3 separate regions of the Mus musculus genome follow, and all the other regions are linked to region 2. Evidence: chromatin contacts called from public promoter capture Hi-C data. All regions are on one chromosome and are shown on one strand. The core of a region is the stretch at or near the end of the contact, and the rest is flanking DNA. Distances in the headings are between cores, read along the strand shown. Region 1 overlaps Palld (palladin, cytoskeletal associated protein). Region 2 holds the start of Mfap3l (microfibrillar-associated protein 3-like). Region 3 overlaps Palld (palladin, cytoskeletal associated protein).

Region 1 (2,700 bases), core at 57-2,556, 880 kb after region 2:
GGAGATACTTGGGTGTTTGTTCTCCTGGAAGGGTTTCACTATTAATGTCGGGAAACTACAAACAGAAAGAGAAAGAGTAATATGAATTTTTTTTTGGCAAATAAAATCCTGGCATATTAACTTAGAAATGTAAAGCTTAGAGTAATGAGATATATCACTCTGCCATCTCATTCTTAACCATTCAGTGTGTGAAATGCACCGAGATGAAATGAGGCGCACTCACTGTAGACATCCAGCCGGGCAGTGCAGGACACAATGCCTGCTTCGTTCTTGGCGGACACAGTGTACCACCCAGCGTCTTCCTTTGTGGCTCCCTGGATGAGCAGGCAGATGTAGCCATGATTATCCTGGTGCATGCTGCGGAAAAAGATAAAGTCATTAGGGCTCTACATTTTTAAAAAGTGGCTTTGGACATGAAGCATCATTTTTAATTAGGTCATTAGAAACGGAATTGTGCGAGCAGCAGATAATAGGATCATACTTATTCTAGAGAGGCAGCTAGCCCCATTAAGTTAATGGGAGAGCAGAGCAGACCTCAAGAGGGCGAGTAAATCCATGCACTAATTCTTAAGGGAAGACCCGCCTTTACAAAACCACAGGCTGGGCCACCACCATGGGAGCAAACGAATCTATCTTTTCTTTCTGATATACACATTTCAAAAATGCAGCCAGGTTAAGTCAGAATCTGCTTTGTCACATCCCAAAATTGCTCTCTTCCAAAGCTTAAGCCTACATTTGGACGAAGTGTGGCTCTCGTCTTGCACATCACTGATGATAACGTACATGGCTTTTACGCTCACCGATTTGCATGCAGTATCTGATGCGTCGTTTCAGCTAGCACCGGGACTGTGCAAGTTCTGAGGTAGACGAAGCCACCGTGCAGTCTTACCTTACTCGCTCAGTGCTGTGAGTGAGCGATTCATTTTCTTTCTTCCAAAATATCTGAGGTGGCGGCACTCCCGAGACACGGCATTCCAGCCGCACTGGGTATCCATCAGCAACCCCCGTGTTCTGTAGCTTCTCCATAAACACAGGGGCCTTGTGTGCTTCCTTAGCTAAGGGAACACGAGAGGAATGATCTGTTAGTGGCATGCCAAAGGGTCACTGCGAGGAACTCGGGAGCTTTAGAAAGATGAAGTACTGTTTTCACGTCGGGTGGTAAGAGGTTAGCCCTCCCCTCAAGCAAAGGTCTGTACGCTTCATTCCACTCACGTTATTTCCTCAATTAATTCAAGACTGATAGGCCCACATAGTGCCCGGCCATCTGCTCCTCAGAATGCCTGCCTGACAGGCCTCAGAGATTCGGAGTCATTGCTAGCAGCTGCGAGAGCATTGCTCTAATTAAGTCAACAGGCTCGCACAGGCCTTACCTACTGCTGCCACCTAGTGGTGCCGAGTATTTCAGCACCAGGATTCCCTGGCTGCCACCTGAAATGCCTTTTTTTTTTTGAAGATTTAAAATTTGGAACTCATAAAGTCATTACTTGACCACAGAATTCATTTCTTTGCCCACTAACTTGTTTCAGCAGTGAGAAAGAAATCACAGGCCACCTACCAGCAACCACAAGCTCCAGGTTAAACGAGTTCTGTCCTGCTCTGTTGGTGGCAATACATGTGTAGATGCCGGCGTCCCGGGACGTGACTGGCTCTATAATGAGGGAGTGGACCCCATTCTCACGGACCAGCATCTTGTGAGCACTGTCGGGGCGTATGGGCTTTCCATCTAGTTGCCAGCTGAGATCTGGGGTTGGTAACCCACTGACCTACACCAGAAAGGAGACACACATGAACTTCTCCAGTAGTAAAACCATCAAATCACCAAGAGTTACGGATCCAGAGTCAGTTCGTCCTCCGGTAGCACAAACAATGGCTTTTCCATGTTACTCTCTTGTTTAAAACCTTCCCGTGGTTCCCATGAGCACTGAGAGATACACTTCTAAACATCTTTTCTAGAACAATTCGGAGGTAAGTAAAACGGGGATTAAAACATATTTCTGTCATCTTCTTACCTCACCTAAGACTATAAACATTCCCAGGTGATGATGGCACCGAGCTCTGAGCTCTTTGGAAACACGGGAGGTGCAGCCTTTATAACAGTAACACTCAGCTGGAAAGCTTCCCACCAAGGACTGGCCATCACCATGGAGATGCATGTGACACAGACCTATTATTATTTTATAATCTTTGAAAGTGAATAACCAGAGCAATTTGAAATTGCCCAGAAAGTCAGACAAATTAGCATCACAATGGAGACATCCTGAAAACCTTAAGAGCTTGGCAGTTGTGTTGAACAGAGAGCAGGCCAAAGCATTCAATGGCTAGTCCCCCTTGCATTGTTAAAGGGAGGGGCAGTGGCCATCTGCTGGCTTTGTATAGGGCTGCCCTTGACTTTAGGATAGAAGAGAAGTGAGGAAGAGTTGATATTCCTCCTTCCTCCTACTCTACTAGTGGGAAATGATGTATTCTGCTACCCAAAGACTATTGGATCATAAAACAATCATAAAACTATTGGATTATGAAACGGTTCCTTTGAAACACTAGCCTTGTCTAAATCAGCCAGAGAACCCGTACAGTTCCTCCTGCCCCATGGTAAGTACTCATTCCTGCTACCAACAAGGTGTCTCGGACACATGTAGTCACATCTGGAGAATGTAAGGGGAAAAAGCGCAATTACGTCATGGGTTAAAGGGGTGGGGTTTC
Region 2 (2,700 bases), core at 19-2,518:
CCAGAGGCAACCACGTGCAGCAGTCTGGCACTGTTCAGAGCATGCTCAGTTGCCTGCAGCCACTTCTGCGGCGGAACTCAGGGCTTGAGGTCACAGACAATACTTTGCCTCTGGGTTTGTCAGTCACAGAGAAGGAGGTCGACTGCTATCCCGTTAACAGCTTCCTGTCATCTTGACAGCTGTTCCTAACTCAGAGTGGAATACGCGGGGTCTGACAGCCTGAGCCACTTTAGTAGCGTTAATTTGCTTAATCCAACTCTCCGTGTTTTTCCAGCAGCCTATGACCAACATAGGTGTGGGGGCGGGGCTACCCTTCTTAAAAAAAAAAAAAAAAAAAACACGGTGTGGGGCGTGGCCGGAGGGGGCCAGGATAGAAGAGCCAGGGAAGAAGAGCTTGGTCACTGTCCCAGAAACTGACAAGATCTCCCTTAAATAGATAGATAGAATGATAGATAGATAGATAGATAGATAGATAGATAGATAGATAGATAGATAGATAGATAGATAGATAGATAGATAGATAGACAGACAGAAAGATAGATGATAGGTACATAATATTTAAATGCGTGTGGGATGGCAGGGGAGAGATCCACTAATATTGCAGGACTGTTCACAGAAAACTTATGTAGGTGGTAAAAATATTTTTAGAATACTTATTTTTTCTCATCAGAACAACTTAACTGCTCTTTAGAGAGAATGTCGAAACTGCAAATAATTTTAAGGGGCAGTTTTATAAATTTTCGCGGAACCACACCACTCAGAATCCACCGCAAACACCCTGCTGTGTCTTGTCGTGCCACTTCGAGGCGTCCACTGTGCTTTTGCTGTGACAGCGCGGCCGGCCGCCTAGGAGGCCCCATATGCTCCTGCTCGCGAGGTGCTGTGACAAGACAGCCTTAGAGACTAGGTTGGTTAATGCGTGGGTAGGCTGGTTGCCCGTGGCATCCAAGATGACATTCGAAGACGCCTTTGCCTGCGTGTCCTTGAACGCCACTGAGACGCGACGCTCCGGAAAGTTGAGGTGACAACGCCGGCAGCGCCCTGCCTCCCCACAATTACCAGTCACGCTGCCCTAGCACCACTGAGTCTGGAGGAAGAGGCAGGGTGGAGCGCGGGAGCACCGCCCAGTGGCCGCCCGGTCCCGCCCAGAGGCCGGGCTCTCTGAGCACGATGCTTCCCTGCAGACTGCAGGGCCAGCCCGGGGTGGGCGGAGCCCACCACCCGCAGCGGCCCGCCCCGGGCCGCGGCTGCGGCGAAAACCCGGTTGTGCAGAGTGCACCGGACCTCGGCGCCGCCGGGAGCCGCACTGGGCATGCTCGGCTCTCGCCGGCTCTGGAGCCCGTAGGTGGGAAGCTCCGGCTCCCGGCGGCGGGGCTCGTAACCCGCATCGAGAAGAGGCGCGGGCGGCGGAGGAGGTTGGTACACGCTCGGTGCTGCAGAGCTCCCCGGGTGGCCATGGCGAGAGGTGCACGGCGACCACCCGAGTGGCGCAGCGGTGTCAGGTCAGTGAGGGCACTGGGCGGGCGAGCCTGGGCGGCGGGCTACAGTAGGAGGGAGCCTCGCACCGGGTTTGTGGTCAGCGGCCGCCCGAGCTGCAGAACTTTCGGACGCCTGGGCTGGCGAGGCTACGCGCCTGGAGGTGCCCTGCTCTCCCAGCTCGTGGCTGGTCGCAGGATGCTGGAAGTACATGCAGGGCGGAGACCGGCGGGTTGGGGACAGTCGCGTCCAAGGCTCGTGCCACAACCTTCTGATGGCCAGGGGCGCGCTGTCCACAGCGCGTTAGCACAGAGCCTTCCCAATCTCCCGGGAGAAGGAGGATGCCACGCAGAGACAGGGCTCTTCGCCCAGCTGTGGATCGTTCTTGTCACGGTGCCTCAGTTTCCCCAGACAGGGAAGGGTGTACTGGCCTTTGCCCGGAAGGCGGCGTGGGGAGCTCCGAAGCGCCGCGTCCTGATGCTGCAGGAGTGTGGGAAGCAGCTGGTGCTAAGAGCTGCTTCCTTGTCTTGAGAGCTCTTGGAGTTTGTCGCATTTCCCACCATAGCAAGTTGACACCAAATTGTCTGGTGGCCTGGAATGGGGGAACGTCCTTCTTTGGCTAAAAAAGTAAATGCCGAGTCAATCCTTTTTAAGCCCGAGAATTGCTTGTCTCCCTCTTTAAATTAGCCTGGGATCGCAAATTCCAAGGTTTATAAAGCAAACTGGAAAAAAGAAAAGAAGATGTTTGCAGGTACATCAGCTGCTCACCCTGTAGAAAATATTATGGCTCCGTCGTCATTGTTTTGAAAGACACTTGTTCAAAGTGTGGTTACTGTAGCAATCTTTATTTGCTCTAGCTTTATATTAGGAACTTGGAATCAGCATTGCAGAAACAGTGGTTTTTGAAGTTTTCTCACTCCCCCCCCCCCAGGCAAAACACTTTTTTTTTAAAGTTGCTACTACACTCAACATAGTAAAATGTTCAGGATTAAATCTGCAAGATGGAAAAAGAATTGTTTTTCAGGAGAGACTAAATTAGAGCAAGGTAGTTTGCAGGCAGTGAGCTAATGCACAAAAATGCAATCTGTACCTTCTAAGGTAATGTTACTGTTTTCCCCTACAGCTACCCATATTCATCTATTAAAATACTTACAAGTTTGAGGAGCCCAGCACATGACTGGTTACATTACCTGGCTCTGTGTGATGCACCACGTTTACAATGTG
Region 3 (2,700 bases), core at 60-2,559, 900 kb after region 2:
ATTCGTGATGGAATAAATGCTTGCAAAGCAAAGAAAGTTTCTATCATCGAGAGAGAGGTGGATACAAGATGTGGAAAACAGTTTTATAGGTTAAAAAAAAAAGTACAACTTCGCCTTTTAATTAAGCAGTTCCTGTGCCTAATCAAAGGCTGGCAACCCCAATACCACCAGAGCCCAGCCTCCATCTGTTTTCACCTGAGGGTTGGCAGCCATGATGGTGTAGTTCCCATCGTCGTCTAGGGTAGAGGCCGTGGTGTGGAGAGAGCAGGTCCCATCAAGGTCTCTCTGAATGGTGTAGTGATCGCTCTTCGGAGAAATCTGCTTCCCATCTTTAAACCAATAGATCTGTGGAAGGAAACAAGGAGGCAGACTGAGAATGCGCTCTTCCCCGTCAGCTGCTATAACAGTGCCCAGTCTGCAGAGGGCACTGTGAAAACCCGGCAAACCAGCATCTTCGCAGGAGACTGAATTGTGAGCAACACAAGCAGGAACAGCAAAATTCAACTTCCTTTTAGTTTTTAAAAGTTGTGTGTGCTGCGTGCGTGTGTGCGTGCGTGTGTGCGCACTTGTAGAGGCTGGAACCAGGCACCGGGTCTCTTGGAGCTGGAGTTGGGCTGTGAGCCACGTGACGAGGGTGCAGTAAGTGCTGCTGGTTAGGATTCCCTTTCAAACCACATGGTTTCCCACTGTCATTTTCTTCTTGTAACCAAAAGCGGGGTCGGGGGAGCTGCCTGATTGTTGACAGAAGCCTACTTTAACCCCTTATGTTTTAAAATAATTTCTTCTTTAAAATAGATATACACGAAATTTGAGAACACAAACTGACATACTAATCCAACTCCAAAGCATTTGAATCTGAAAGGGCTAGGGCGAGGGTGCCTTCCATCTTTAGAACCCATGTGGCAGGAGAGAAGTGACTCCCATGGGTTGTCCTCTGACCTCCTTGTGTGCTCTGTCAAATGTCTCCCCAGAAAACGGAAAAGCTTTTTCTAAAGTTCCAAGTTTTATAAGGTAATGGGACAGGTGTAATATTAAAGGTGTCTAGCTAGGAGACAGAACCAGCTGGAGGGGGAAAGAACGCAGGGAAGGAATGAGCACGATAGAACTCGTTGCTGAGTGTGTTCACCTAAATATTAGTGAAAAACCTTCCGTCCATTTCCTCCCACTGGGAAAAGACTGGACACATTTAGTCCTGAATATTAGACTCTTACTGCCATAGTTTTTCTAACTCCCCCTTTTTCGCTTGAGGCAGGGTTTCACTATGAGCCCCTGGCTGGCTCAAAATTCACTATGTAGATGAGGCTGGCCTTGACCTCACAGAGATCTGTCTGCCTTTGCTCCCGAGTGCCGAGATTAAGGGTGTGAGCCACCGCACCTGGTTTTCTAACTCCATTTTTTTTTTTTAAAGTCAGATCCAAGATATGAAAACTGTGTTATGCAGTAATCACCAGAATTAGATTAACTTTTGGCTCTAAAATTAAATTATAAGGCATGATCTCTCCTAGTCATACATTTTTAGTGATTTGATTATTTCTGATGAAACAAAAGTGTAACTAGAGGATTTCTCCCTCCTCCATTGCTTTTTTTCCTTATATCAGTCCTTAAAAAGTGATTTATTTTTTCATTTTTTGGCTTACCTTTGGCTTTGGATTCCCAGCCACTCGACACGTGAAAGTCACCGGCATCCCCTCAAAGATCTTGTAGTGTTTCAGCTTCATCTCAAAGAAGGGAGCTGTTGCGTTCTCCACAGGCACATCTGGATCCTGCACCTCGTCTCCCGACTCATCCACAGGGGAGCGCTCCAGCCGGTACTCAATCTCGCTAATCAGCCTCTGCTCGCAGCTAGAGACTTTGTACTCCTGGGCCAGACACAGAGGTCCGAGTCAGCATCTCCTGAGACACACCTCCCTTGCTAACAAACCGCGGGAGGGTGGGGGGAGGGGAACGCAGGGAGGTGGGGGGAGGGGTGCAGTTTTTTTTTTTTTTTTTTTTTTTTTTTTCAGTGAATCATGATCCGGGCTCAATACAATTTCATAGGCTAGCAGAAAGCATCTGGAGTTGAGTTTGTGTGATATTTAAAATCATCTTAAAGTCCTATTCTCAAAATAAAACAAACAAACAAAAGCCACACAAATAAATAAGCAAGCAAACACCGACTACTTTTCTTGGAAGGGGTGGGGAGGAACAGTTGAAAATAAGAAGGGAAGGCTATCTACTCTACACTCCTAGGAAGCAGACACTGTGGGTAAAAACCATGTGGGTGCTACGTCCCTCCAGAAGGCTATCTGTGCACGGGCGAGCAACTTCAGTGGTGCACAGAATTTTCTCAAATGAAGAAGGGGGAAGTCAGCACCACGTTTTTCTCCATTTACTTTACACAATACACATATAGCATACGGGCTCCCCCCTTGATCGGCAGCCCATCTCTTAAGCAAAAGCAAGATTGCTAGCACATTTCACTCACACACAGAAGCAACAGCAAGGCTCTAACATTACATGTCAGTGTTTAGGGCGGAGCCTGAAGCTTCCTGCCTGCAAATTATCATGAGCACAAGATATTCCCAGGCATATTCCCAGGGTCACAGTAAGTAGGAGATGTTTGTGCTGTTCTGTTTTGAGACAGGGTCTTGCTATGTAGCCTAGTCTGACCTTCAGTTTAGCCATATTGCCACTTCAGCTTTGTGAATGCTGGGATTGCAG

Evidence for each region. Promoter capture Hi-C pulls out the DNA fragments that hold promoters and counts their contacts.
Region 1: a contact with region 2 is called in a promoter capture Hi-C map of pre-B cells. The contact joins the enhancer-like site here to the promoter of Mfap3l in region 2. A contact is called at or near these places in 20 of 39 promoter capture datasets (the 3T3-L1 cell line, 3T3-L1-derived adipocytes, the C10 cell line and 15 more), 10 of 484 Hi-C or Micro-C datasets (the C2C12 cell line, the HPC-7 cell line, cerebellar granule neurons and 6 more), 5 of 115 datasets of contacts at active chromatin or transcription factors (astrocytes, differentiating embryonic stem cells, embryonic basal ganglia and 2 more) and 1 of 9 other capture datasets (embryonic stem cells).
Region 3: a contact with region 2 is called in a promoter capture Hi-C map of embryonic stem cells, with 3 times the contacts expected there. The contact joins the enhancer-like site here to the promoter of Mfap3l in region 2. A contact is called at or near these places in 8 of 39 promoter capture datasets (HPC-7-derived erythroid cells, cranial neural crest, embryonic stem cells and 5 more), 4 of 484 Hi-C or Micro-C datasets (differentiating embryonic stem cells, embryonic stem cells, neural progenitor cells and 1 more) and 5 of 115 datasets of contacts at active chromatin or transcription factors (astrocytes, embryonic stem cells and neural tube).

What each region holds. Positions count from the first base shown.
Region 1 is chr8:61,514,980-61,517,679 of GRCm38.p6, forward strand. Palld (palladin, cytoskeletal associated protein) reads right to left here. Exons shown (of 22, transcript NM_001293772.2): 19 at 1,556-1,763; 20 at 890-1,055; 21 at 224-357. Among named protein-coding and RNA genes, the nearest start is that of Cbr4, 29 kb to the left of the region's middle. Within about 2 kb of position 1,307, at least 127 of the 459 cell types and tissues checked have an H3K27ac peak or open chromatin away from gene starts, as enhancers often do. A contact at or near this core is called in the HPC-7 cell line, embryonic basal ganglia, embryonic forebrain and 8 more, where this site is marked.
Region 2 is chr8:60,631,557-60,634,256 of GRCm38.p6, forward strand. It overlaps Mfap3l (microfibrillar-associated protein 3-like), which reads left to right and starts at 1,269. Exons shown (of 3, transcript NM_027756.5): 1 at 1,269-1,502. It overlaps Gm34730 (a long non-coding RNA gene), which reads right to left and starts at 299. Exons shown (of 3, transcript XR_379010.3): 1 at 1-299.
Region 3 is chr8:61,531,717-61,534,416 of GRCm38.p6, forward strand. Palld (palladin, cytoskeletal associated protein) reads right to left here. Exons shown (of 22, transcript NM_001293772.2): 15 at 1,638-1,859; 16 at 196-345. Among named protein-coding and RNA genes, the nearest start is that of Cbr4, 45 kb to the left of the region's middle. Within about 2 kb of position 1,310, at least 10 of the 459 cell types and tissues checked have an H3K27ac peak or open chromatin away from gene starts, as enhancers often do. A contact at or near this core is called in differentiating embryonic stem cells and embryonic stem cells, where this site is marked.